Linked DNA regions of Bos taurus: region 1 is linked to region 2. The links are chromatin contacts, called in public Hi-C maps. All regions are on one chromosome and are shown on one strand. Each heading gives the region's core, a stretch centred on a gene start, on an enhancer-like site or on the middle of the called end of the contact. The rest is flanking DNA. Distances are from core to core; before and after follow the strand shown.

Region 1 (5,671 bases), core at 685-3,184, 110 kb before region 2:
GGCAGGGGGTGGTGGCCCAGAAAGTAGAGGGATACTCAGCCTTCAAGATGTGCTTGGTCACCACCTCTTCCAGGAAGCCCTCAGCCCTACCTGATCCACCCCTTGCTCCCTTCCTCCTCTGGAGCACTCATTCAGTGTCCCTGGAGGGCAGAGATCCTGTGTCTTTTGTCCCCCACCTGCCAAGAGCCAGAGCAGTGTCTAGCACTTTGTAAGCACATAGTGGTGTTGGCTGAACTGAACAATAGTGAGAGAAACATCTCCGCCAGCAAACAGACTTGAAGATAGCCATTGGCTTTTTAAAAAAAATATTCACTTATTATTAAAGTTTATTTATGTATTTGTTTATTTGGCTGTGTCAGCTTTTAGTTGGGATCTTCGGTCTTCACTGTGGCATGTGGATTCATGTGGCATGTGGGATATAGCTCAGTGACCAGGGATCAAACCCAGGCCCCTGGCATAGGGCGTGTGGAGTCTTAGCCCCTGGACTGCCTTTGGTTTGGGAGGGAGGCCTGGCAGAGAGCCGCGTGGGGTGGGGGAGGGGAGAGCTTTTGCGTGGGGAGGTGAGGGCTGTGGGCCGTCAGGAGAGGAACTCTGGAATCCTGTGCTGGTCACTCATGTGGTTGCACTTACCTGAGTGCTCAAGGCTCTCCTGCACTGATACGGCCTGGGTTTGAACCCCCGCTCTGCCACCCACTAGCCTGCTCCCTTAGCAGATTGCTTTACCTCTTGGAGCCTTGGTTTCCTCATCTATAAAATGGGGGTGGTAATTGCACCTCCCTCATTAAGGTGGTAGGAGCAGTTATTAAATGCCAGGCATCGCTGTCAGCACTTTACTGGTTTTGACTCACTTAATTCTCACAACTGTAAGCCAGAGCTGATATTAATATCCCCATTTTACAGATGAAGAAACTGGAGCGTGGAACTTTTTAATGCAGTGTTTCTAAATGTTCTGTAGCACTAGGGTATTTACCTTGTCTCCTCTGCTGTATTTCTTTTGAAGTAGGAGTTTTGGGACTTCCCTGGTGGTCCAGTGTTTAAGACTGTCTTCCAAAAAAGGGGGTGTGGGTTCAATTCCTTGTTGGGGAACTAAGATCCCACATGCCAAAAAGGTGAAAAAAAGAAATGAAGTAGGAGCTTCCTGTTTAACATGCTGGAGCTGAGGCTGGGGGTGTGAATGACCTGCTAGTGACACAGCTGTTTAGAGCTGGAGCCAGGCTCAGCACAGCTCTGAGTAGCTCAGCCCTGCCTTTCCTGTGCACCCCCGCTGCCCCCATTGTGGGGAGGGGCGGCTAGGAAGAGGAGAGCTTGAAGACCCAAGTAACCCTCCTCCCTTCTTAGGCTGCCTCTCCTCTCACACTGTTTTGGAAACACAGTCAGCCGACCTTGTCCTTTGAAAGGAGGAAAATAATGAGAGTCTAATATCTGCATGGCCATTTAAGATGTCTTAGGTGGTAAGGAGTAAGGGGCTGCCCCCATGGGCTATACCTGCTTATGTGCAAAGCGTGGACCCCACTCTAGAGCTTTCACAGTGGAATATCAGAAGGTGGGCTTGGTGCCCTACATGTTAACATGAACTCTGTATGATTCTTCCCTGCCTTGAATTTTGGGAACCACTGGCTTAATATTTACGATCTGGAACTTTCTTTTCCTGGCGTGTTGTAGGGGACTGGCTGGGGGGTTGGAAGTATTATCTGGGTAGGTCTCTAGATATGTGTGTGTGTGTGTGTGTGTGTGAGACAGAGAGAGTGAATATGAACATGGATTTGATCCACCTCCAGGGAACTGAGGGGCTAGGCTGGCTTCTGTGAGATAACCAAGTGAGGAGACCAAGACCCTTCTCCCCCTTCCCCTCCAGCCCTCCCTCTCTCCTCCCAGGCTCACTCACACTTGCGCCACTTTTCTCCTGTCTCACCAGCAGATGGCACCCTTTTACCAGCCAACCTGGTGACAGGCCGCTGAGCCCGGGACTTGGCCAGGCTGTCTCTGGGTGTGAGCGCCTGGTCCCGACAAGGGCTTCCCCGCCCAGGCCAGCTCACACTCTGTGTCTCCAGTCCTAGCTGACTCCGTGGCCAGCTGATTTGGCAGCTCCTTTCTTGAGCAAGGGTGCTGGGGAAGTGCAGTGTCAGGAAGCACTCCGTACGTACTCACTAGATCAGAATAACATCTTCCTTTGGGTCAGACACTGCCACTGGCTCCTTTGTCAACACACAACGAGCACGTACTATATGTGCCTTCCCCGGAGGACTCAAGTGCCCCAGAAGTGCCCAGTCAAGAGGAGGAGGCAGACACACACACACACACACACCCCCCGAGGGAGGGGGGCAGCCGGGGTTTGTGGTGGGAGCAGTCTGTCTTGCCCCAGGAGGGGCTTATGGGACACCTAGAGCCCAGGAGGCTGGTGCTGTTCGTGGGGGAGGGGGGTGTGTTTTGTGTTTCGCTGCTGTGTCACCTGGCCTGGAGAGTCCTGAGGGTCAGCTCTGAAGGCGTGGAGTGGGGAGCCGGCTTTCACAGGGCAGCCCTCAGCCTGGCCGGGACTGCCTGTCTGTTTATCATGAAGGCTGGAAGCTTCAAACCTGCCATCCTCTACTTCTTGCCTCTCAGCTGGGGAAGCAGGCTGGCGGGGGGTGGGGGTGTTTGCCAGGGGAGGAGGGCATAGCCCCTGTTTCTCTCCCCTCTCTCTTTCCTAGACAATGTGATGTGAGGGGTGACCCAAAGCCTTCTGCCTAAAACTCCCCCTCTAGACTTGATCTCTCTGGACAGGGGGTCCTGGGAGGCTGAGAACTGGCCTTGATCCTCCCCTCCCCTTTACAGTCCTGAGCAGGGGGCTTTTCTCCCTTTAGGGCTCAGCACTTATTTGAAATGAAGGCTTTATATCCCTCAGTGGGTGTTTCTCAGTCTCGGCACTGTAGACTCTGGGGGCTGCATGATTCTTGGTGGGGGGCTGACCCGTGCATTGTAGGGTGTTCCGCAGCTTTCCTGGTCTCTACCCACTGTATGCTAGCAGTCCCCTCTGCTGCTCCCCCCAAGTTGTGACAGCCGTGTCTCCAGGCCCTACCAAGTGTCCCCTGGCAGCAGAACTCCACTCCACTGAGTACCACTGCTCTAGGAGCTCATGCATGTAAGTTGTTGAGCCTGATGGCCCGTACAGTCAGCTCTGCTGTGGCAGGACTGGAACCAAGTGGAGTGTGGTTGGTGAGCTGAGAAGAAGATGGGAGCTCTGTTTTATGGGAAGGGCTCTGATCCAGAAATCAGGAAGCTGGGGTTCTGGATCTCACCCTAACCCCAACTATGGGCCAGTCTCCTGTCTGTAAAGGTGAGGCTCCAGCCCTGAGCTTTTGTAATTCTCTCTCTTTTAAACCCTCATTGGCTTCCACGTGCACAGAGAGTAAAACCCAATCTGGTACTTCAAACCTGGGGGTGACTGACTCCTGCCAATTTCTCCCACTGCACTTTGGGCCCCTCAGGATTCCTCTCATTATATCCGGCAAGATTGGCCACCTTTCAGTTCCTTGAACTGCTAAACTCCTTCCAGCCTCAGGGTCTTTGTACATGCTGCTTTCTTTGTTGGGATGCTGTTTCTTGTTCTTCATGGCTGGGCCCTTCTCATACCTTAAGGTTCAAACTAAATGTTTCTTGTTTAGAGAGGTCACCCTGGCTTTCTTTTCTAAGTGGCCTTCACCCAATCATTTTTCTTAAAAAAAAAAAAAAAGCTGTGAAAAGGTATACACAAGTAGTGAAGTTCATAAGATCATATATGCTTAGTTTAGCAGACATTTATAAATCCATACTCATGTAACTGCCACCCAAGTCTAGACATGGAATATTGCCAGACCTCCAGAAGGCCCTCCCACCTGAGAGGTAACCAGTCTCCCAACTGTTGTGATGAGCTTTCCCTTCCTTTCTTTAGTTTGATCTCACTCTTGAGTTTTTGGCCCTTGGGTTCTGGAGAGAGCAGGATGTGGGTGCCGGTGGGGGGCGGGATCAGGGGCTCTTGTGTCAACAGGATGTGCTAGTGCTGAGAAAGGGGTGGAGGTGAGACCCTGCTGGGGAGTTGCTGTGTGAGGGTATCATTCAGGGGTAAATAATCAGTATGGAAAGGAAGGCCAGTAGAGCTTTCAGAGCGCTTACGGGTTTCATTGGCACTGCATTGGCACAAGGCAGAAGCCTGTGGTGCAGAAATGCAGGGCCTGGGCCTGGGCTGCCCTTCTCATTTCAGAGACGATTGAGTGACGTCAGGCCCAGCCCAGCATGCCTGTGGCATTTTGGCTGCTTCTGAACTGACCCAGAGAGGTGGACAGAGAGGGCCATGTCCAGGTGGGCAGGACTGAGCCCACTGTTCAGGCGGGTGAGGAGGGGCTCGGGTAGGGGTTTCTGGCTATCCTTTTGCACCATGCCACGGTCTGGCATTGCCTGTGTGTTCAGATTGGCATGGACTCATTGGGGGCCTTTCTGGAGCTCCAGCCTTGCGTATAAAAGGGGCTGTGGAGGGAAAGAAACAGCTTAGTCTTGGAAGGCAGCTCTTAAGATGGAGAGAGAAATGTGTTCTGTGGCTCCAGCCTGGGTGTTTGCACTCTGAGAAATACTTTAAAAACTGTATATGTTTAACTTGGTGGAGGGGAGGGGATGGGCTTCCCTGCTGGCTCAGACGGTAAAGAATTCTGCCTGCAATTCAGGAGACATGAGTTTGATCCCTGAGTCAGGAAAATCCCCTGGAGGAAGGCTTGGCAGCCCACACCAGTATTCTTGCCTGGAGAATCCCATGGGCAGAGGAGCCTGACAGGTGATAGTTCATGGGGTTGCAAAAGAGTTGGACACAACTGAGTGACTAACACTTTCACTTCACTTAAGAGGGGTGGGAGGAAGGCTCAAGAAGGAGAGATATATATGTATACACACAGCTGATTCACACTGTACAGCAGAAACTAACACAGCATTGTAAAGCAATTATACTCCAGTTTAAAAAATCTATGTATGTTTAACTAAAAAATAAGTATGACATGTATCTAGTGCGCAAAGCACAAGGCCCAAAGAGTAAACAGAGAGAATAGGCTTCTTCCCATCCTGTGCTCTGGTCTGCAGGTCCCCCAGCACAGCGTCTTGTGGAGCTAGAGGGACTGTTATGATGTTATCCTGGCTGGCTCTAGAGCTAGAGATGAGGATGGGTCCTGAGGTTGTTTCAGTGTATAGCAGTGGTGGGACAGGATCCCAAAGCCCTTTAGTTGTGGCTCAAGTCTCTCTACTGGGGGGTCCCAGAGTCCCCATCTCAGGGGAAGCAGCTCTAATGGCCAGAGCCCCACCCCTTCCCTCTCAGCTGTGCTGTAGACCTCAGACTTCTAGAAGGAGGGAGAATAAGGATTGCGGGGGGTGGGGGTCTGTGGTGGACATTCTCAAGCATAGCCCACCTGTTCCTTGAGTCCCTGTTTGCTGTGATGCTGCCCTGACGCAGTGTAGATGTGCAGAAGACATGCATTGAAGGGATGGAGGAATTCCTTCATCCTGTGGGTGCAAATCGCTTAGTCTTCTCCCCTTAGTTTTCTGTTCATTGCTCAGTCTACAGAAACCACCCCAGCTATGAGAGCCAGTCCAGCCATGAGGGGCCTCCAGAGAAGCCTAGTGGGAGGTGGAGGTCTCTTCATAGTGGGGACACTGGGACCTAGGTTGTGTGGTGACC
Region 2 (6,188 bases), core at 45-2,544:
TCTCTGAAATAACTTTGTAATCAAATTAGTGAATTATTGCTTGCTGCTGCTGCTAAGTCTCGTCAGTCGTGTCCGACTCTGTGTGACCCCATAGATGGCAGGCCACCAGGCTTCCCCGTCCCTGGGATTCTCCAGGCAAGAACACTGGAGTGGGTTGCCATTTCCTTCTCCAATGCAGGAAAGTGAAAGCTTAGTTTGAGGATTTTGAAATTTACATGAAAAACCCAACATACAGAACTGGGGATGTAAGTGATGTAAATTATCTGCCCATAACGTCAATCAGACTTCAGCTTTTGGGGGCTGGCCTAACACCATGAAACAGTGGTATAAAAATAAGCTTCAAAGAGCTTGTGCCTGAGAGAAATGTCCTCAAGGGACTCTGAGTTCAGGCCTGGACTTTTCCAATGCTTCCATTTGAAGTCCTAAGGGAGTGGGAAGTGTTGCCCAAGCAGAGGGTGCAGACTTAATCCTCTGCAGATAAGGGTGGGAATAAAAAGTTACACTTCCTGAGTGCTTACAAGCCAGCTCTTCCTTTCTTTTCCTCATTTGCAATTTTTTTGGCCACACCACGTGGCACGTGGGATCGAATCCGCGCCCCTTTCAGTAGAAGGGCAGTCTTAATCACTGGACATCTAGGGATGTTCCTCCCTTGATGGACGGATCTTCACGTCCATCAGCTCGGTTCATCATCCCTGCAACCTCTGAAATCTTTACTCTGACCAGCTCCATTTCCCAGGTGAGAAACTGAGAGGTTAACAGCAATTTGCTCGATGTCACACGCTAGAAAGTGATGGAGCTCCTACCTAGCTGGGAGCCATTACAGCTTGGTGTCAGTAATATGCCTTAACTTTGCTTAAACGGATCAGAAAACTGGCACAGATCGTCAGGTAAAGCAGCTGACTCCTATTAAACTTCTTTTGAGATAAGGAATTATCCTGCGGAGAAGGCTGTGTGAGTCAAAGGTGAGCTCCCAGTGTGCGCGAGATGTCGACAGTCAATTCTTAGGTGGTCCAAGCTGAGAACTGGTTACCCTTCTGGGTCAGATGCACAAAGCCCGCCAGGTCAGAAGGATCACGGCCAAAGCCGGCCGCCAGCCACGTGGCCCAGCCTGCGAGCTGAGCGCTGGTCAGCGGAGGCGCGGCCCGAGGGGGTGGAGCTAGGGCGCCGGGACTCGCCTTACGAAGTGCGCCTGCGCACGGGGTGGGCTCGAGCGCGCCCGCGGCGTTAAAGGCGGCTCCCCGCCCTGCTAGCCGTGCCAGTCTCTGCAGTGCGCAGGCGCGGAGCTCATTTCTTGTCAGTCGGCGCCGCGTGCAGGCGTGTGGCTCTGTAGCAATAGCGGCGGCGGCGGCGGCGGCGGCGGCTGTTCCCCGGCACGATGAGCGGCTTCAGCAGCGAGGAGCGCGCGGCGCCCTTCACCCTCGAGTACCGAGTCTTCCTCAGTGAGTGTCGGAGGCCCACGGCCCCTCCCTGCCAGCCCGCCCATTCATTCCCGGGCCTCGCTTCGGCTCCGGCTCCAGCAGTTGCGGCCCGCGCTCGGCTCGCTGTCCCGGGCGCCGGCCGGCCTCCTCCTCCTGTCCCGGGGACCTGGGCGGCGGGTCTGGGAGGGCCTGGCTCGCATTTCACACGTCCCGCTCGCGCGTCGGATAGGCGTGGATAGGCGTTCCCCTTTCACACGCCCGATTGGACCTGAACCTGCGCTAGGCTAATTTCGCAGGTGTCCGGCTCAGGCAGTGTCTGATGGGAAAAGGAAATCACTGAGCCACCCTAAATAAGGTGTCTTGGGCTAAGCTAATGCCCGTAAGAGGATTATTCAATTCGGAAGAACGGGGTGGGGGAGAGGAGGTGATGGTGGAGACATCCTAAGACCTTAATTCCTCCACTGTAGCTCAGATTGTGGGGACCTGGAGGGGTCAAGTCCAGGCCCACGTCCTACAGACGGGGAAACTGAGGCCCGGATCAGGAGCGGTCAGTAGAGTACTGGACCGGTCCCTCTGAGGTCCCAGTGGCGCTTCTGTCTCCCTGACGCTTGGTTTCCCATAGCCCTGATGCTGGAAAGATGCCTTATGAAACAGAAAGCTGTTCCCCTCCCGTCAAACAGGTGACGTCAGTCGGGCAAGCATGAGTAAGAAAGTGCCAAGTTTTGGCCCCTGGGCCGTGGGATCGCGTGTAAGGGGTACCCACCCAAAGTCTGCACTTAAAGGCTGTAGGCTCTGCTTTCCTTTAGCCTCCTAGGTGGGGGAAAGCTATCTTTTGTTTATCTTTATCTTCTTACCACCCCCCCCCCTTCCACCCTGCCAAGATTATTAGAGATAACGGAGGAGTTTCTGTTTTAACTGCTTCACTATTTTGTTCCAAAGGAAATGGGCAGGTGCCGTGAGTTCTATGAGTTCTGGGTATGAAGAGCAGTAAAGAGACGGGAAGAGAGTATACATGGTTAATACTGAAAGAACAAAGCTCCTAGCCTAAAGTAGCCTGGTGTTAGAGGAAAAAGAAAGTGAGCAGTAAAGTTACACAACTAGTTGAAGTTTAGACTGCCATTTAAAATCGAAAAAAGGTGTGGGACCTCCCCCACCCATTTTATGAATTTCAGGATTCAGCAACGAAGGCAGTGCAGAAACCTTTGACAAATAATTCACTGAGCAGTTTTTCTGGAGTTAGTGTTGGCTCCACAATTTCTCTGTAGGGAGGGACTTAGAGAAGTGACTCTAGTTGGAAGGTTTGGGGATGATTACGGTAATCGTTTTCAAGTTATATTTACAAAAGAAAAACAATTTTTACTCAGATTATGCATAGGTAGTGATGCATTGGAGAAGGAAATGGCAACCCACTCCAGTGTTCTTGCCTGGAGAATCCCAGGGACGGGGTAGCCTCGTGGGCTGCCATCTATGGGGTCTCGCAGAGTCAGACATGACTGAAGAGACTTAGCAGCAGCAGCAGTGAGTACTATATAATTTTAATTTAAAAAGATTATAGACTTCTTAGCATCCTTCTTTAATAAGAGAAGCTTTTACCTCTATAATGTTAATCTGCCAATCTTTTAAAAACTGATGGTGGGTTGGACCACAAATCACTGTTGACTCTGAAGGGTCATGGGGATGGTCACTGCTCAATTTTTCCTATTCCACCTTGATTTTTAATCATGAAGGAATGCAATGTAGACTAAGCCTTAAGTTTCCTAAAGAATAGTGAGGAAGTTTTAGAAGTAGTTTTTGGATATGGTAGCTAGTTCTCTAGAATACAGAAATTGCCTGTTAAAGTGAGTTACAACTAGATTATCCTTAAGAAAAATTATGATCTCAGATGGCTCTGTCTCCCTGGAAACACCACTTAAAGCAACACGGTTTACCCAGGTTATGTCCTTAGCTCTGTTAACTGATGTAAGGTCAAACAGCTTGCTTGCCTTTTGTACACCAGACACTGCAGACAGGCTCTGGGGTACACAGGTTTGTAAAGCAGTCCCCACCCTCACCAGAGGTTAGTATCTTCTAGACTCCTAAGGAACAAGTAGAATGAAAACCTAACCTGGTCTTGGAGCAGTCAAGTATAAAACCAGTTTCTCTGGGGTGGGAATAAAATCTGGCGAGTGGTGTTGATATGGGGAGGAGAGGGTATGTGGGATATCTCTATACCTTTTTCTCAACTTTGTTGTAAATCTAAACGTTCTCTTAAAAAAAGTCTTGAAAAACGTGTACTTCATGCATCTGGAAATGTAATTAACAAATAAGAGTAATATTTTCTAATTGATTTTGCAGAAAATGAAAAAGGACAATATATCTCTCCATTTCATGATATTCCAATTTATGCAGATAAGGTAAGACTTCATTCTCTGACCATAGTCTCTTTGCTCAGCTCAGTTTGACATGTGGATTTTCTTATATGTCTTAACAAGTGCTTAAAATGCCTCATTGTTCTACAAGTTAAAGGTGCATTGACTAAAAAGGAGACTGTCTTCAATTCAGATTTTTTGGTTAGAAGAAGCAGCTATAATTTGGAGAAGGAGTAGAGGAACAGAAACAAATGTATTAAAGCTGCCTGGGTTAAAAAAAAAAAACCACCAGAATTGCTGGTAATTCTTTTAGTTTTTATTTTCATTTTTGCCTTTTTATCTTTCCTAATCTTTTTGCAAAGAACATGTATTATTTGTGCAAATTTAAATAGTTTTTTTTTAAAGCCATTTCTTGTTTTATGCTCCCTCCCAGTAGGAAAAGTTTATACATATTTAGGAACTGACACAAGGACAAATGTCTGATTCTTTTTTATACCTTTGAGGTTTTTGTTTTTCATTCAGCCAGGAAGCTTGACCCACAGTGAGTGCAAATCTTTTAGATGTTAATACATAATACCTGTGATATCACATTCCAGTGTTTGTCTAGAATAATAAAGATGAAATCTCATCCTTATGTGTGCTGAGTCTTACTTTTTTTCTATGCTAGACTATCAGAAATAGATAAATTCATTGTACTTCTACCAGGAAATTGCTACAGTTCTGTCCTGACACTTGGACTCTGGCAGAAAATCTAATCTGTGTGTTGCTTCTGAGTAACCTGCCTGAGCTGGGCTCTGACTGGAGGCAGTGGAGCAAACAGCCCGAGGCCAATTATGCGGTATCGTTACAGGAGAGACCTCTAATTGGCATGTGTTCTCCGGTGGCATTCTCAAAGCTGTACTTATTCAGAACCTTTTAATTTGTTACCTCTGATTTCCTGGGAGTTGATATGAACTGCAGAATCCTTCTTTCCTCTTGAATTGGCGTCGTTTGGTTGACTTGGCATCATTTGGTTGGCTTGAATTGTCTTGTATAATTAGTAATCGAAGTACTTTGCAGTTACATTAAAGACCATTTTGAATAATCAACAGGTATAAAATGATGACCCTAAGTTTATTGATACCTTGACATACAGATGTAGTAAGGAAGGAAACCATTTTCTTGACATCTAGCTGGGTGGGTGGGTGTGTGTGTGTATGTATGTGTGTGTGTGTGTGTGTTCATAGTATCTTAGCCTGTTTGGGTTGCTGTAACAAAATACCTAGACTGGGTAGCTTATAAAGAGCAGAAATTTGTTGCTTGCAGTTCTGAAGGCTAGAAGGCTGAGATCAGGGTGCCAGCATGTCTGGGCAAGGGCCCTTTTCTGGTCAGAGTTCTAGCTGTTTGTGTGGTGGAAGGACCTGGGCATCTCCCTGGAGCCTCTTTGATAAGGCACTGATCCGATTCATGAGGATTCCACCCTTATGTCTTAAGCATTTCCAAAAGGTCACACCTACTGTACCCTCACTCTTGAGGGTTAAGATTCCAACATACGAGTTTTGGAGGGACAGAAACATGTAGCCCATAGCTGTAAGTTATTGGACAGTATTCTAGCCAAGGACCAGAAAAATCATAGCAGTTATGGTGCCTAATCTTGTTGCTGCTACAAGTTACCCCAAAATAGGAAGCTGAGGTTACTTTTTGATGTTGTGTAAAACATCTTCACTCTGGTGACCCTGCAACTCCTTAATGTCTTACACAGGACTGGTTGTATCTATAATCTGGGATTACTCAAGTGAAGAGTCTGCCTTTGTACCATCCTGGTGGTGGTGGTGTAGTTGCTAGGTCATGTCTGACTCTTGCAACCCACCAGGCTCCCCTGTCCATGGGATTTCCCAGGCAAGAATACTGGAGTGGTTTGCTATTTCCTTCTGCAGGGCATCTTCCCCACCCAGGGATTGAACCTGATCTCCTGCATTGCAAGCGGTCTCCTGCAATGCTGGGGATTCTTTACCTCTGAGCCAGCAGGGAAGCCCCGTTGTACTATCCTGGGCTGGCTTAAAAGCACAAGTTCTGGCAATGACAGTGGATTTCACCAGTGGTCGAGACCTCAGTGAACTGAAGACTCCTGCCTTAGAGGCAGGAAAGAGTCGTTTTTGTTTTGTTTTTAAGGAAGTTTAGTCTATACAAAACATGGGTGTGGTACACATAACTTATTTTGGATTCTAGCCTAAATAAAAGATCTGATTAATTCCATTGTTTACAGAAGAGTGTGATTTTTGGGGGGAAAAAACAATTCAGTATGATTAAGTTTATGTAAATACATTTCTATGTGGGTACACATAGACTTTATCCCTAATGTGCCCTGCAGTTTGAGGGATGATAATGAGGGAATGTGCCTTTAACACAACTCAGCTCTACAAGGAAAAAATGCCCAAAGGCT

Evidence for each region. A called contact is a pair of places that touch in the nucleus more often than the background predicts.
Region 1: a contact with region 2 is called in a Hi-C map of liver, with 3 times the contacts expected there. The contact joins the enhancer-like site here to the promoter of PPA1 in region 2. A contact is called at or near these places in 3 of 11 Hi-C or Micro-C datasets (liver, skeletal muscle and an unstated tissue).

The regions. Positions count from the first base shown.
Region 1 is chr28:26,565,669-26,571,339 of ARS-UCD2.0, reverse strand. The region is part of intron 2 of LRRC20 (leucine rich repeat containing 20); the gene reads left to right. Among named protein-coding and RNA genes, the nearest start is that of LRRC20, 9.1 kb to the left of the region's middle. Within about 2 kb of position 1,934, at least 43 of the 102 cell types and tissues checked have an H3K27ac peak or open chromatin away from gene starts, as enhancers often do. A contact at or near this core is called in liver and skeletal muscle, where this site is marked.
Region 2 is chr28:26,451,607-26,457,794 of ARS-UCD2.0, reverse strand. It overlaps PPA1 (inorganic pyrophosphatase 1), which reads left to right and starts at 1,294. Exons shown (of 11, transcript NM_001075118.1): 1 at 1,294-1,439; 2 at 3,753-3,811. The coding sequence starts at 1,376.